Linked DNA regions of Sus scrofa: region 2 is linked to region 1. A link is a contact called in public HiChIP or PLAC-seq data. All regions are on one chromosome and are shown on one strand. Each heading gives the region's core, a stretch centred on a gene start, on an enhancer-like site or on the middle of the called end of the contact. The rest is flanking DNA. Distances are from core to core; before and after follow the strand shown.

Evidence for each region. HiChIP or PLAC-seq counts read pairs in DNA pulled down with a chosen protein or histone mark.
Region 2: an H3K27ac HiChIP or PLAC-seq map of skeletal muscle shows a contact between it and region 1. The contact joins two enhancer-like sites. A contact is called at or near these places in 11 of 47 Hi-C or Micro-C datasets (alveolar macrophages, embryonic fibroblasts, fetal skeletal muscle and 6 more) and 1 of 2 datasets of contacts at active chromatin or transcription factors (skeletal muscle).

Annotation. Positions count from the first base shown.
Region 1 is chr16:71,314,769-71,317,826 of Sscrofa11.1, reverse strand. All of the region lies in intron 1 of LOC110257252 (a long non-coding RNA gene), which reads left to right. It overlaps LOC110257254 (a long non-coding RNA gene), which reads left to right. Exons shown (of 2, transcript XR_002339619.1): 1 at 1-113; 2 at 2,521-3,036. Among named protein-coding and RNA genes, the nearest start is that of ATOX1, 17 kb to the right of the region's middle. Within about 2 kb of position 1,421, at least 22 of the 83 cell types and tissues checked have an H3K27ac peak or open chromatin away from gene starts, as enhancers often do. A contact at or near this core is called in fetal skeletal muscle, omental adipose tissue, skeletal muscle and 1 more, where this site is marked.
Region 2 is chr16:71,358,405-71,361,462 of Sscrofa11.1, reverse strand. All of the region lies in intron 1 of LOC110257252 (a long non-coding RNA gene), which reads left to right. Among named protein-coding and RNA genes, the nearest start is that of SPARC, 8.2 kb to the left of the region's middle. Within about 2 kb of position 1,567, at least 57 of the 83 cell types and tissues checked have an H3K27ac peak or open chromatin away from gene starts, as enhancers often do. A contact at or near this core is called in fetal skeletal muscle, omental adipose tissue, skeletal muscle and 1 more, where this site is marked.

The DNA of each region.
Region 1 (3,058 bases), core at 172-2,671:
GCAGTGGACCAAATGATGGGCCATCTCCTGAGTCCAGCCCCCGGCCCTGCCCCCCGCACCCTGGGGACTAGTGTGGCTTCTCGCCAGCCCTGGGGATGTCAACACTGAGCAACGTAAGGCTTTGGCTGCTTTTGCTGCGGGGTGGGGATGGTGAGCCCCAGGGGTGGCTCCAGGCTGCTGTACTCACACCAGGGACCTTTGACAGAAACATATACCTTTTATTTTTTATTTATTTATTTATTTATTTAGGTCTTTTTGCCATTTCTAGGGCCGCTCCCACGGCATGTGGAGGTTCCCAGGCTAGGGGTCGAATCGGAGCTGTAGTCACCAGCCTACACCACAGCCACAGCAACGCAGGATCCGAGCCGCGTCTGCGACCTACACCACAGCTCACAGCAACTCTGGATCCTTGACCCACTGAGCGAGGCCAGGGATCGAACCCGCAACCTCATGGTTCCTCGTCGGATTCGTTAACCACTGAGCCATGACAGGAACTCCCAGAAACATACACTTTCTAAAAGGATCAGACTAGTGATCTCCTCTGTAAGATCAACTCCACAAACACCTCCTGCATACCTACCATGGGGTCCGAGTCTGTCCAGGTCCACGGCCACCCAGGGACCAGATGAAGATGAATGACACTAACACAGGGCAGGACGTGCAATCAATGCCCCCATGTGGCAGCTGTTACACACCCCTCGAACACCCCCTCAGGGCCTGTTCCGCACACAGAGGGAAGAGGTGTGTGGCCCGAACCTCGAGGACAGGAAAGACACGTGGATGAAAAGATTTGCCTCAGCACTGCAGCTGGGAGGATAAATGCTGTCAGGGCCAAGGGCAGAAATAAATGACTTCCAGTTGGGGAGAGGTTTTGTGGAGGCTGTGGTATGCAAGGGAGGGGAAGGAATTTGTGTATGGAGACGGGCAGCCGTGGGGAGGCCATTGAGATCATTCCTTTTCAGGGCACCTGGGAGACCCAGGAGGTGCAGCTGGCTGCAGGAAGGGCTGGAAAGGCCAGGCAGGTGGGCCGGGGTCGGTGCCAGAGAGAGCCACCTGCGTAACATGTGGGCACATCGGCTCCCCTGCCCCACCCAGCTGTGTGCGCTCCACCAGCTGGGCTGCTCCCCCAGCTCCTTGGGGCCTCGGAGAACAGAACCAAGGGCCTCGGCTGGACACCTGGATTCCAGCCGGGATGCGGGGAGGTGGGGGTGGGGTGGGGGTGGAGGAGGATGTGCGATGTGGGCAGAAAAGAGCCAAAGGAGAGGCACTCCTCCAAGGACCACTGGCCCCAAGAGGCACCAGTGTCTCTATCTTTGCGTGTACCCAGTGGGCCAGCCAGCCTGAACCAGGTCTCCTGGGAAGCTGTGGAAATGGAAGAACTCAAGTCTGTACTCCCAGCGCCCACAGAACGCGTCTCCAGCATCGCCTGCGGACAGCCAGATGCAAAGGATACTGCCATCTTGTGGCCAAGAAGCCCAGATACCAGGAGGGCTGGGAGAGTCCCTGTGCCCCCGAGGGACCACAAAAGCAGAAGTGGCTGAGACTTGTTTTGATACTTTCATGATGGGACCACCATTCTGCTAACACACAGTTCAGAGCAGGAATAAAGTCTTGCCTAAGGTCCCTGAAGTAGAGTTACTGTGTGTCATGCAGATGAGGAAACCGCCTCCAGGAGAGATGAGGTGACCGGTCCGAGGTCACAGGTGGCCAAGGGCAGAGCCAGGTTTCATCCCAGGTCCAGCAGTGCTGGTCCCTGGTCAGTACCCAGTAGATGGTCAAAGCAGTGATTCGTAGCGTATCTGCCAAGAACTTTCAGGAGGAACACAAGGTCAAAACCATTCCCACAAGACGCCCTTTTCTCTTTCTCTTCCAATCATGCAGTCAAGTTTCCAGAATCTAAATGCTAGGCAATGACCTCATCTCATCCCGAAGGCTAATGGGATATAAATAAGCTCATGTATCCTCATTTCCAAAATTCCTGTTGTGATGTCTAATACAGCATAGCCCACATAATCATAAGCTCTTTAAGATGCTCAGTAGTTTTTAAGCATGTAAAAGGGTCCTAAGATGAAAAAGTTTGAGAGCTGCTGGATTATGACAGAACACTGTAAATCAACTATAATGGAAAAAATAATCATTTAAAAAAATTTTTTTAGGGAGTTCCCGTCATGGCTCAGTGGTTAAGGAATCCAACTAGGATCCATGAGGACATGGGTTTGATCCCTGGCCTCGCTCAGTGCGTTTAGGATCCGGCATTGCTATGAGCTATGGGGTAGGTCAAAGACACGGCTTGGACCCTGCATTGCTGTGGCTGTGGTATAGGCCGGCAGCTGTAGCTCTGATTCAACCCCTAGCTTGGGAACCTCCGTATGCAGCCCTAAAAAGACAAAAGACCAAAAAAAAAAAAATTTTTTTTAATAAAGCTATACAAACAAAAATATTCCCTTTGTTTTGATATAATTAAATCAATTCTGTGAGGCACTTTTAGGCTGACTGCAATTTTAATTGCCATTTCTACAGGTCTTGGATTAAGTACACACGAAAAAATATTTGAACAGAACGTGCTCACTGAGTGATTTTAACTGGCAAGCAGTAAGTGATTTCTATGTGTGGCCTCACGTAACCCCCACAACCACCCTGTCATCACATCTTTTGCCTATGGACATCAAGTGCTTACAGGTGCCAGAGGAACTTGGACTCTGTCCCAGGCAGTGTGTCTTCACGGCTTCTTCCCGTTATTCCGCCTTAAGATTTTACATCCCTTACATGCAGTTCACTTGACAGACAAAAAGGTTTTCAAGATATGGGGTCTAAGGCATCCCCTGGTAGCCTAGCAGTTAAGGATCTGGCGTTGTCATGGCTGTGGCTCAGGTTCAGTCTCTGGCCTAGCAATTTCTGCATGCCACGCGGGCGGCCAAAAAAAAAAAAAAAAATTTATGTGTGTGTGTGTATAATATATCTAAGAAAGTAGCACAAAGAAAAGGGATTGCCAATCTGACCTAACATCTCCACGTACAGAGGAGGAAAAGTGAGGCCCACAGAGGGAAAGTACCTTGCA
Region 2 (3,058 bases), core at 318-2,817, 43 kb before region 1:
GCCATGACCTGTAGTTAGATCTGGCTGCACACGTCTCTGCGAGAATGCAAATGGCAGTTGTGGCTCTGTATGCGTGACCCATGGCCTGTGTGAAGCTGTGTCTGTGACTCTGTGTGTCTCCCCAGCTCAGCATCTGTTGGTTTCAGGCTATATAGGGGAGGGGTCAGGGTGGCCACTTGTATCAAGACGCCCACCTGGGACTTGCCTACGCGTCCAGGTATCTTCAGGAAGAGCCATGTGAGGGCCTAGCCTTCTGCGTCTGTTCAGGTATGGAGACATTTATTTTTAGCTGTGCCAATGAGTGCCTGGTGGTGAAATCAGTGTTTATATCCTTGGCATCCTCATGGGTTTGGGTTTATGTCTGTCCCTATTTATGTCTGCACACAGAGCTACCCATCTAAATAACCTCAAAAACCAAATATTCTCCTGTTTACCTCATATCCTCATCTCTTTCCTTTCCTCCGCCCTCCCTTTCTATTTGCAGCTTATTTTCAGCAAAGAAAATGGCTCTTGTGGCTCGCAAACCCCAGCCACACTCTTGGTTGACAAGTCTCTACAGATGGATAAAGATTTTAGCAGGACTGTTATGCAACCCAGGATCCCCCAGTCCCTCCTCCTTGGTTTCCTTTCAACCAGGGGGCCAGGGAGTGTTAAAACCGTAGCCCAACTATTCCCGCTAATGCAAGCAGCACCCGGGATTTCTGTTCACAGGACTGCAGAGACGGAGATCACCTAGATTAGATTTCCCCATTTCACAGACTGAGAAACTGAGGTCCCCGGAGATGGCGAGGGAGGCCTTTCCAAAGGTCACTCCCTGTGCGTTAAGGTCCGTCTCTGCCGTTCCCTTGGCCAGTGCTCCTTCGACAGGAGGGCACAGCACTCCTGGGAAATAGCCGCACAGACGGCCAAATCGCAAGAATATGAAGCACACTGATTTCGTCGCAGAGCGCCTGGCAGCTCTTTTAGTAGAGGGCAGTTATATGCAAACCCCAAGAAGACGAAGCTGCCTGGCAGAAAAGCTGGGAAGGCTATCCCCAACTCTCTGGACGCCATCAGTCCATCAGTTCTAAAATCCTGTCTCCCTGGGCGGGAGGGCCGCAGTTTAGCAAGTGCTTCACTGTACATCACCCCGTTCTGTCCTCAGAGCGACGACTCTTGGGGTGGTGCTGCTACTGCTTTTTAACCAAGGAGGAAACGGGGGGGCGGGGGGGACTCTGAAAGGAGACGCTGTTCGTTCAAGGTCAAGTGGCCCTTTTGACACAGAAGTGGAATTAAAGCTCAGGTCTTCCAGGAGCCTGTCCAGTCCAGGAAGTGTATCACCAATGCCCTGGGGTCCCATCAGCAGGGCAGGGCCTAGCATTTGCTGTCCTGGTGTTTGGGGGAGAGGGGCCTGGGGGACATTCAGATGGAGCCTGAGGTTCTGAGGGTTTCTATGTCCCCTCCCAGCCAGCAGGCGGAGACCCTGAAAAAAAGGTTACCGTGGCAACACACATTCCTCCTAGAGTGAGTCACGCCAAAGAGAGCCTTTCAGTGGGTGGGACTTGGAGAAAGTTTCAAAAGTTGATTCCTTCTCCAGGCACCCACCCCCTTCCACCGCCACCCCCCCTCCACTCCAGGCTTTGTCGATGTGGCAGCTGAGGGCTGCGAGTTAACTATCTCTTCCCCCAACCCCTCCCATTTCAGAGCTTTTCTCCTCCTGCAAATAGACCCTTGCTTTCGGCCAGTCCCCACCTACCCCGTCTCCCACGTCATGCTCCCTGGAGGGTCATGCAGACATTTGAGAATATCTGAAGACTGAAGGCTGTCACCGCCTTCTTGTTCACTGCCACTGTCTCAGTCTCTGTCTCTTTGTCTCTGTCTCTCTCTCTCTCTCTCACTCACACACACACTCTATGTCCAGTGTAAAGGGTTTGCAGTTGCCTTGAAGCCTATTCAAAGGCTAGTCCATGACTTCTCATTCTGAGACCCTCCTTTGAAAGTTTCAGAGGACGTCAGGCACCCTAAAGACCATTAAGCCCACCCTCCCACTTTACAGTCAGGGAAACTAAGTCCAGAGGAGACACTTACCTAAGATGATCCATAAAATGTGTGCCTGAAGTCTGCCTCTCTACTTTTAATGTGCTTCTCCCCTGCCGTCAGAACTTGGCTGTATAGCAATTTAACCCCAGAGAATTGCTGGTGAAAATGCTTTCTCTATGGGTTCTGCATAGAATAGAATTTTCTGGAGGAAAACGTGTGCCTCTCTGTTCCTTTGGAGCATACTGGGCTTCCTGGAAGCCATGCCTTCCCCCAGTGCCCTTTTTTCTCTTGGTGTCCTTGGGGACTCAGGAAGTCCACTCATCATCCGGCCAGTGAAGCCAAGGACTGGAAGGGGTTACCTGAAGAAGAGCTAACACGCTAGAAGGCTCCACACCAGCCTTGTGTAGGGCTTGAGCTTCTCAAAGCAAGATGTGAGAAGCTTGCCCTGGACCCCTGTGCATCCTGCCTTCTCCCTTCCACTCTTTACAGCACATCCCCCGCCACAACCAGCCTCCCATCAGACCCAGGGCCTCTGCTGGACCATATCAGATGTCTGGGGTCTTCAGAGCTACACACACACAGGGCTACTGCTGGTGAGATCCTGTGTTTACAACCCAGGGAGCCCAGGATGGGAACAATGCCTAACTCAAGACCAACTGATAGGGCTATATCGGGCTGAACGGCACCGGAATCAGAGGTGTGTGTGTGTGTGTGTGTGTGTGTGTGTTAGGGACAGAGGTTGGAGAGGGGAGAATTCCAGGAAAACGGGACCCTTCCCAGAAGTTCTGCTTAAAGGTGAAGACTCCCCCTTTGTCTTCCAGAGACCAATTTATCATTCATGCAAAGGCCCTTTTGGAAAACAGAGGCTCTGACCCAGAACCAAGTCTAGGAAGTTTCTTCTGGAATGGGAAGCAGGGCAGGCTCTGGCCAACGGCCGGTGCTTCTTGCAGCTGTGCCCAGATCAGATTCCCGGGAAAGGAGGCTGCCGCATTTGTAAAGGCGCCTCTGAAACCAGAGAGACGGACACCGAAAGAGCCAG